Regions from separate parts of the Macaca mulatta genome. Here region 2 is linked to region 1. Evidence: chromatin contacts called from public Hi-C data. All regions are on one chromosome and are shown on one strand. Each heading gives the region's core, a stretch centred on a gene start, on an enhancer-like site or on the middle of the called end of the contact. The rest is flanking DNA. Distances are from core to core; before and after follow the strand shown. Region 1 holds the start of TRAF5 (TNF receptor associated factor 5). Region 2 holds the start of LOC711961 (putative uncharacterized protein encoded by LINC00467 homolog).

The links. A called contact is a pair of places that touch in the nucleus more often than the background predicts.
Region 2: a contact with region 1 is called in a Hi-C map of fetal cortex germinal zone, with 1.6 times the contacts expected there. The contact joins the promoter of LOC711961 here to the promoter of TRAF5 in region 1. A contact is called at or near these places in 3 of 14 Hi-C or Micro-C datasets (cortical neurons, fetal cortex germinal zone and liver).

Annotation. Positions count from the first base shown.
Region 1 is chr1:69,061,124-69,065,794 of T2T-MMU8v2.0, forward strand. It overlaps TRAF5 (TNF receptor associated factor 5), which reads left to right and starts at 1,882. Exons shown (of 11, transcript XM_077937158.1): 1 at 1,882-1,944.
Region 2 is chr1:69,117,559-69,122,229 of T2T-MMU8v2.0, forward strand. It overlaps LOC711961 (putative uncharacterized protein encoded by LINC00467 homolog), which reads left to right and starts at 2,458. Exons shown (of 6, transcript XM_077937318.1): 1 at 2,458-2,597.

The DNA.
Region 1 (4,671 bases), core at 632-3,131:
TAATGAGGAGAGGCAAGAAGCAGGCAATTGTAAGAGAAAGTGGGTGGGACGTAGTGGCTCACACCTTTAATCCCAGTACTTTGGGAGGTCGAGGTGGCAGGATTGCTTAAACCCAGGAGTTTGAGACCAGCCTGGGCAACATAGTAAGTCTCCATCTCTTTAAAAAAAAAAAAAAAAAAAAGTAGCTGGGCGAGCTGGGCGTAGTGGTGTGTGCCTGTAGTCCCAGCTACTCTGGAGGCTGAAGCGGCAGAATTACTTGAGCCCAGGAGATCCAGCCTGCAGTGAGCTGTGATCATGCCACTGCACTCAGCCTGGGTGACAGAGTGAGAACCTCTCTCAAAAAATACACACACACACAAAGAGTGGGAAACTATAGTGTATGGCAGAACAGAGAGGAGAACTTGGGTTCACTAAGCACCTACTCTGTGTCAGGTGTACAGGAATGCTGTCTCATTTAATTCTCATGAGAAGATTATGAGACAGATCTAGAGTACCGAAGCAACACCCACCAGTGCATCTCCCCCACGGAGCGGTTAATCTAACTCACCAACCAAAAAAGGTTTGGATCTGGATTTCTGGCTCTTTTGAGAAATAAGAGATCAGGTAACAATAGGCTGGCACTGGGTGGTGGCTGCTCCACTAGATCCTCCACCTGCTGCTGGAGGCACCAGCGCCTCCCTCCTTTCTCCATGACCACCTCTGCCTCCCTCCTGTATGTTTCCTGCCCAGCTCCTGAGCACATCTGAGTTTTTGACTCCCAAGGTGTATATTATTCTCCCCTTTTATTGACAAGTACGGTAACTGAAACTCAGAACAGTCAAGTACTTTTCCCACGGTGGCCTAACTGAAAGTAAAGGATCTAGATAGAATTGGAATTTTGGTTCATTTCATTTATATAGAATGTATTGCCTTTGGAGAGAACATATTGTAAGAAAGAGCTCATATTTAAGAGTGCGCAGGCTGAGCGCGGTGGCTCAGGCCTGTTGGGAGGGCGAGGAGGGTGGATCACAAGGTCAAGAGATGAGACCAGCCTGGCCAACATGGTGAAACCCCGTCTCTACCAAAAATACAAAAATTAGCCGGGCGTGGTGGCGCATGCTTGTAATCCCAGCTACTCGGGAGGCTGAGGCAGGAGAATCGCTTGAACCTGGGAGGCCGAGGTTGCAGTCAGCCGAGATCACGCCACCGCACTCCAGCCTGGCATCAGAGCGAGACTCCGTCTCAAAAAATAAAATGAAATAAAAAATAAATAAAATAAATAAAGAGAGAGAGAGAGAGACTTGGATTCAAGTTCCAGTTGCAGAGCTTGCTGAGTGTGTCTCACCTTGGGTACGTCACTCCACGTTGCTGCTCTGGCCCTCAGAGAGCTCATCTGTAAAATGGGGATGACCAGGCCTACTTCACCAGCTTGTTTTGAGGACCACAGGAGATGCTTGGGAAGCCAACCCTTGACATAACGGGGAGCTCTACAACTCTCAGAGATTGGTGGTGTTAGGCCAACAGGCCAACAGCAAGAGGAGGGCTGGCAAATTTGTGCTACCCTGAAGGAAAGTCCGGGAAGGACTGATTTGAGCCAGCTCTCAAGGCCTTGAGCAAATAGGTCAACACAGAAAAGGACTGGCTGAGCCTTATCTTGCCTGACGGAAGAGCAAGACGTCCACAATTCGAACGCACGTGAGGGAAATCAGATGACTAGACTTGTAGATACTAACGGTTCTGAAGCGGGTAGGTTAGCTTTCCAACCGCCTGGGTGACGGTCTCAGCCTCCGCCCGACCCCTTCCTGCGCGTCCGCTCTTCCCCTGCGCCTGCCCGCGCCCCTCCGCCCGCGCCCGGGCCCCGCCCCAGGCCTCGCCCCCGCTTCGCCGCCGCCGCCGCCGGGCGCAGCCCCGGAGCAGCTGCGCGCCTGCAGACCGGCCCCGCGGAGGCCGCGCGCCGAGCCCCACGTGAGTCCGGCGGATCGCCGCCCAGGGCACCCTCGCGGCGGAAGGTCCGGGGTGGGGACACCGACGAGGGCTTTTCATCTCGTCCCAGTTACTTTGAAACCGAAAGCGCCTGCTGGCGTCCGGCCGGTCCCCGACCGGCAGGGAGGGCGCGAGGCGGCGGCTGGGCCGAGGGAGGCGGAGGGTCCCGGGCTCGCGGGAGACCGGCGGGGCAGGTGACCGCCGACTGCCCCGGGACAGCGGGTGCGGTGCGGAGCGGGTTTTCTTAGCCGGGGAGAGGTGTGGCGAGGGCGGAGACTGGGGGTCCCGAGCTGGGGAGCTGGTCCAGAGGGCGGCTGTGGACCGGAGGGGCCACGTTCTGTCGGGGTGCGCTGGTGGGGAGGACTTTCAGGCACGTCCCGCACACCCGCACTGCAAACCAGGCCCTGGCCCCCTTCCGAACCCGAAGGCACCCCCTCCACCTTTGCAGGGCTTTCCAATCAAAGCAACTCCAGAATGAAACGTCAGGATTGCCAGGAATGGAAGCCTCCACTAGCTGTTCGTTTACGCGTCTTCCTTTAGAAAGCAGATACCCCCTCCCCCAGAAGGCCAGCTCTAACGAGCCTTGACGCAAACCAAAGTTCCGAGAGGTGGAAGGAGTTGCCCAGAGGCACCCAGAGAACTCGCAGATTCTGAGTTCTCCGTACCAGATTGTCTCCACTTTGTTCCTGTTCTGCAGGGTCTTCGTGGTTCTGAGAATGTTCGGGGCCAAGCTCTTGCCGCGGGTCCCACTGGGCCACTCTGGCTGGCCGACTTTCTCTGCTCATTCTGCCTCCTTCTGCTAAGTTTCCATATTTGGGTATTTCAGATTTACTTTCATGAGAACTCAGTTATCTCGCTGTGGCACCAGGCGAGCGTTGAGGTTGGTGAAACCAGGCGAGGCTCCCTGCCAGGGTTGCCCCTGCAGCCCCTACCCTCCATAGCCCTGGGCTCTGACCCACCTCCTGTGAAGATGGGCATCTGGTAAACAGTTAATTCTGTAAATATTTATTGGGCAGGTGCTGTGTGAGAACTGGGCTGGGGCCAATGGAATATGATTATTTCCTCCAGAGATACTTGCATTTTAAAAGGGCTCTGGAAGACCTGAGATGCAAAGAAATTAGTTGAACCATTTCTGGGAATAGAACAGTTCTGGGTGTGTGCGAGATAATTTTAGGCAGCAAAAGGCTGGGCTAGGACCTCACAAATCCCAGCACAGCTGCTCTGCCTTATGTACTCACAAAGCTGAAAACAGGGGTGTTAATGTAATTGGTGGTTTGGGTGGAAACACTTCCATCCCTAACTCTAATTTGAACTAGAAAGACAGAAATTGCTGCAGGAACGATGCACGTAAGATGGAAGTGGAAAACGCCTAGCTTCTGTAAAGGTTTTTGATTTTGTTACAGTTACTGTTTTTGTTGTAACTCTGTGGAATGGATCAACTCTCAGATCCCTGGGTCCTGGACAGAGGCAGGAGAAAGTGTCTGAGCCAGCATCTGGAACAGGGGAAGTGATGGAGAAGGATACTCCTCCCACGGCCTCTGGGCTGAGGCCTGTTGTGATGGGCAGGGTAGGATGGTGGTGTTTCCCTCTGTCAGCAAGCATCACTCGCTGGACTTGGGTAGTAGGGCGATGGAAAGAATGTGAAAAAGAGCTGCCGTCTACTGAATGTCCTAATGATAGGGACTGGGATGTTTCAGAGGGGATGATTTGCACAGTCGGGGAGCTAGATGCCTCAGAGTCACTCTTGTTAGGCTAGCAATGGGAAAGGCACCTCAGTACTTAGACCAACCTTCTGTGATTAGCTCAGCTTTACTGGGGAGCACCTTGAAGGAAAAATAATTATTTGTTTGTAAAGCTCATTCCTTTGCAGAGCATTTTCTCTTTGCCCTTGTCGTTTTGTTCTCATTTTGTCCTCCATGATGCCCTCGTGAGAGCAGGCTTATTCTCTACATCTCTCAGATTGTGAGGGTGAAGCACTGAGGGGGTAAATAGGTCCCTGAGCTCCACTGCTGGACCAGGCCCAGAGCATTGAGGTGTCTGGTTCCCCTGCTCCAGGCCCCTCACCCTGGCTTCTCAGAGAGCCATATCTGCCCACCTCCTCCTCTGTCTGAGGGGTCAGCAAGGGGACCCAGATTCTGATAATGCCTCTGTGGTCTGTCCCCAGCAACATGGAGCAAGTTCTGCTGGAGGCTCTGGCCTAACCACCACAGGAACAGGCATCCACTCTGTTAGCTCTGCCCAGCCAGGCAAACTCGGGGCAAGACGCGTGTCTGTTTTCATGTGTGTCTTGGAACCTGGCATAGAGTAGGCCTAAACAGATGTTTGCTGAATCGAATTAAATTCATTCAGGGTGTGTCTCCCTTGGGGTCTGAGCTTCCAGGGACAAGTGCTGGGTAGGCTTGGGAGAGAGAGGTTGAGCTCGCTGCAGGACTTGCTTAAATCCAGAAATTAGAATAACACTGTACAGCTTACAAGAAGCCCATCTCATCTGATTAATTTCTCACTACCTCCTCAAGAGAAGGGAGAGGCAGATGCTATTCCTTCCACTTTACCTGGTTGCAAGCTGAGGCTCAGAAGTGATTTAAAAGACCTCACAGCATATAGGGTTGGGGCAGGACCCAACTCCAAGTCTTCTTTCTCCAATTCCTGTGCTTTTCCCATAGTTTCTTAACTAAAGGAAGCCAGAATTCTGGGCAGGAGGAGGACGAG
Region 2 (4,671 bases), core at 1,208-3,707, 57 kb after region 1:
GCATAAAACAGTACTGTATGTTACTTAACATCGCTACATGTATGTGGAGCATATAAAAAAGCTTTCATGGGAATGACATACCAAATTCAAGTAGTAGTTAATTGCAGAGAGGAAGAGAGGGAGAATGAGATTGCAGACCGTTTTACAAGGAGCTCTAACTGAATGTTAAAATCTGAAGCAAATACGAGAAAATGTTAAAATGGGATAAAGCTAGATGGTCGGTATACAAGTGTTCATTATATTATTTTCTGTAACTACATTCTGGTAATATTTCGTATTAAACATTTTAAAGGAAAGTTAAGCTTTCAACTCGAGATTCTATAAAAAGAACAAAATAAACCCAAAGAAATAAGAAATTAATGAAGGCATACATTAATGAAAGATAAATTACTTTTAAGACAGATTTTATCTGTAAAACCAAAAGCTGGTTTGATAAATATGATCAAGAAAAACACTCCAATACAATATATAAGAATATATATGTGGCCGGGCGCGGTGGCTCACGCCTGTAATCCCAACACTTTGGGAGGCCGAGGCGGGCGGATCACGAGGTCAGGAGATCGAGACCATCCTGGCTAACACGGTGAAACCCCGTCTCTACTAAAAATACAAAAAATTAGCCGGGCGTAGTGGCGGGCGCCTGTAGTCCCAGCTACTCAGGAGACTGAGGCAGGAGAATGGCGTGAACCCGGCAGGCGGAGCTTGCAGTGAGCCGAGGTTACGCCACTGCACTCCAGCCTGGGCGACAGAGCGAGACTCCGTCTCAAAAAATATGTATATATATATTTCAGGTACATTTTCTAACATTTAAAAAAAATCTCATATTGTTGTCAACCATTCTTATATATTCTTACATATATATATATTTGTTTGTTTGTTTGTTTGTTTTTGAGACGGAGTCTCGCTCTGTCCTCCAGGCTGGAGTGCAGTGGCGCAACCTCGACTCACTGCAAGCTCTGCCTCCCGGGTTCACGCCATTCTCCTGCCTCAGTCTCCGGAGTAGCTGGGACTACAGGCGCCTGCCACCACGCCCGGCTAAGTTTTCGTTTTCGTATTTTTAGTAGAGACGGGGTTTCACCGTGTTAGCCAGGATGGTCTCCACCTCCTGACCTCGTGATCCGCCCGCCTCGGTCTCCCAAAGTGCTGGGATTACAGGCGTGAGCCACCGCGCCCGGCCAATACTTTTCTAGAAAAAACTAATTTTTTCAAGAAGCAAAATAAACAATTCCATGTATCAATAACCATGGAAGCTATATTAAAAACAAAACTATCCATTAAGATGGCCCCACACCCAGAAGGCTTTAAAGATGAGTTCTTCAAAACCTAAGGAATGTGTCATTCACACATGTTATGTCTATTCCAGGTCGTATAAAAATAAATTAATCTGGCTGACTCCTAGCACAACCTGATACCAAAGGACAAGGACAGCAAAAGAAAACCATACGCCAATCTAACTTACGTGCATACATGAAAATCCAAAATTAAATACACAGCAAATTGCATCCAGCAATATACTGAAAAAATAACATACCAGGATTGTAAGGATGGCTCACCATTAGAAAATCTATTGTTGTAGTTATTTTATTGTAGAGTAATGGAATAAAGGCCATACAATCAAAGACTGACACTGAAAATACTTGGTAAAACTTAGTCATTTGCTGATTTAAAAAAAAAATGAAATGGTAAACTACGAAAAGAACATAATTTGCCTATACACCCACTCACACACACACCATAAACCTGCAGAAGATGTCTTGAATGAAACCTAAGATGCAATCCAAAATAACTCCTGGTAAGAAATAAGTGCCTCCGTGGCTACTATTCAGTGTTGCGTTGGATTCTTCGGAAAAGCCAGAATTGTTCTTTACAGATAAATTCTTACCTACAAATCAAAGAGGACTGCCTGTCAAATTTTTCAAATACGAAGGTTTAGTGAAATGTCCAGATAGATCAATAATCAAAAGCCATACTTATACAAGGGTACTAATGGATTAATAGTCTATTAGTAAAACAAACAACAACAACAAAAATAGCTACGAAAAATGTTAAATGCGCACACCACCAAGCAAACTGCAACACTTTACCTGAAAAACAAAGGAAGAACTGAATTAATTAAAAAAAAAAAATAGCCACATTGCTGGATGGCAATTATCAATATTGTACTAGTATCCAATCTTGGCAAATCTACAAAAATACGGAATCCCAAACAAATCCCTGGAAATCTGCCATTTGGCGCCAATCTACTACAGAAATCGGCCCCAGGTTGTGAGGTTCCTCACATGTGCGTGTAAACGCTTCGAGAGGGGTGCAGCCGCGGTCAGAAAAACTGCAGCCTGAGTCCCCGCGCCCCTCTCCTCCCTGCGCGCCAGCAGCCCCTGCATGAGGCTCGCGCGACCGGAAGAGTCGCTTCCGCTCCCGCCCAGTTCTGTGGCGTAGGCCGGACTTTTCTGGTCGGCTGTTGCGCGTGCGCGCGCTCTGGCGTTTCCTACGCGGTCGGGCGTTGGGTTTCGCGGCCCTCGCCGCACTGGTTGCTCGGCACCTTCGGTCGGGTTGAGGTTGTCAAGCTGGACCAATAGGTTGTTTCTCTTCAGTTTCCAGTAAGTGACCGTTCCAGCCGGGGGTGTGGCTATTGTGCGAAGGCAAACCGGTAGAGGCCGCGCCGTCATTTTCTTACCACCTGACTCTTTCCTCAACGGCCCCCTTGGTCACTCCGAGGGGACTGTTGGTAGCCCCGCTCTGCCTCGTGCCCCGCTAGTAAGGCCTCTCCCAAGCTCTGAGTTTCCTCAGAAGATGTGTCCTTTGTCATGAAAGCTCTCATAGCATTTAAGCGCTAGTACTCGACTTCTCAGATGCACCCTGGAGGATGTACTCTTGGCCTGACCCTTAGCCCTTCCGCTTCCTACAGTTGTGACGGGTCCTCAGATACTCACCAGGAGAATGTGATGCTCCCACCACCACTTCTTACTCCAACTTTCTTTGTGACTATGCCCTCTGTTTCAGAATCCTACCGCCTCGTAACAAAGATGTACCACGGACCATTCCACTTCACGCCCCTCCCTCCCTTCTCAAACCCTTAAGAGTGCCTTGAGAGTAAAGCAGTGACCTAAGCACTTTACATGCATTTTATTTAATCTTCCCACGCAGTCCTTAAGTAGGCAGACATGAGAAAATTGAGGCACAGAAAAGTTTAATAATTTGCCCAAGGCAACATAGGTTGGATGTGGTAGGGTTCAAATTTGAATTTATTGTGTAGCTTACTCAGTCTGGCGTTATTATCATTCATTCCTTTCGCTTTTCCAAATACTGAGTATTCCTTTTTTTTTTTTTAGTTGCTTCTACAGAGGAATTTTTTTCGTTAATGCTGTTTAGAGGGTTCTTCTTGAGAAATTTGGGTTCTGTCTGAGAACCCTTTTCTCAGAGCTCTCCTTACACAGACCCTTAAGTGTTGTTTTACCAAATCTAAGCTCCAAACTTAATAATATTTTGCATATCCAAAATGTGCTCATGCTTCCTTAAAAAAGTACCCCTAAACCAGTACCCACTAACCAGCCCCCTTCCTCTACCTCAATATGACAATGGTTATCACTATTCTCAGCAAACATTTGGGCAGCTAGCTTATGTAAGATAATAAAGATAATTGGGGTTTTGAAGAACTCTGAGGTTTAGTTCCAACCTGAAGGGGAAACATGAAAAGGCCTTCATAAAAAGGCCACATAAAATAGCAGATAAATCCCATTTCAGTTGCACAGATTACAAATTGTATAAGAGCAACTTTGGACAAATCAGGTAAGTGCTAGATTTGTTTACTTATCAGTAAAATGTTAAGGTTAGGCTGGGTCACTAAAATATTATAAATCAAAGTTCAGAGAGAGGAGTGATTACTCTGTACTCACTGTTGACGGAGGTGGAGGCTGTAGTTTGTTGTTAGTTTTTTTTGTTTTGTTTTTTTTTTGAGACAGGATCTCACTCTGTCACCCAGGCTGGAGTGCAGTGGCGTGATCAAAGCTCACTGCAGCCTCCACCTCAGCCTCCTGAGTAGTTGGAACTACAGGTGTGCACCACCACACCCGGCTAATTTTTGTATTTTGTGTAGAGACAGGGTCTCACTATGTTGCCCAGGCTGGTCTTGAACTCCTGGCTTCAAGCAATCCTCCCACCTTGGCCTCCCAAAGTGCTGGGATTACAGGTATAAGCCACTGCACCCCGCCTGTAGTATGTTCTCAATACAGAGACAAGGTTGAAGGATTCAGAGTACAGTTTTCTCGTTTTGAGTATCTAATAAAATCAGTAGACCCTCCATCAACAGAGGATTGGGTAAAGAAAATGTGGAGTGAGTGTGTGTGTGTGTCTATGCCATGGAATACTATTTAGCCATTAGAAAGTCATGTTTTTTCAGCAACATGGATAGAACTGGAAGCCATTATCCTAACCGAAATAACTCAGAAACAGAAAGTCAGATATTACATGTTCTCACTTAAAGTAGGAGCTGGGAAGCAGTGGGCACAAGTATATATAGACACTGGAGACTACAAAAGGTGGGAGGATGGGGGGGGTGAGGGTTGAAAAATTACATACTGGGAACAATGCTCACAATTTGGGTAATGGGTACACTAAAAGCCCAGGCTTCACCACTGTGCAATATGTACATCTAAGAATTCTGCACTCGTACCC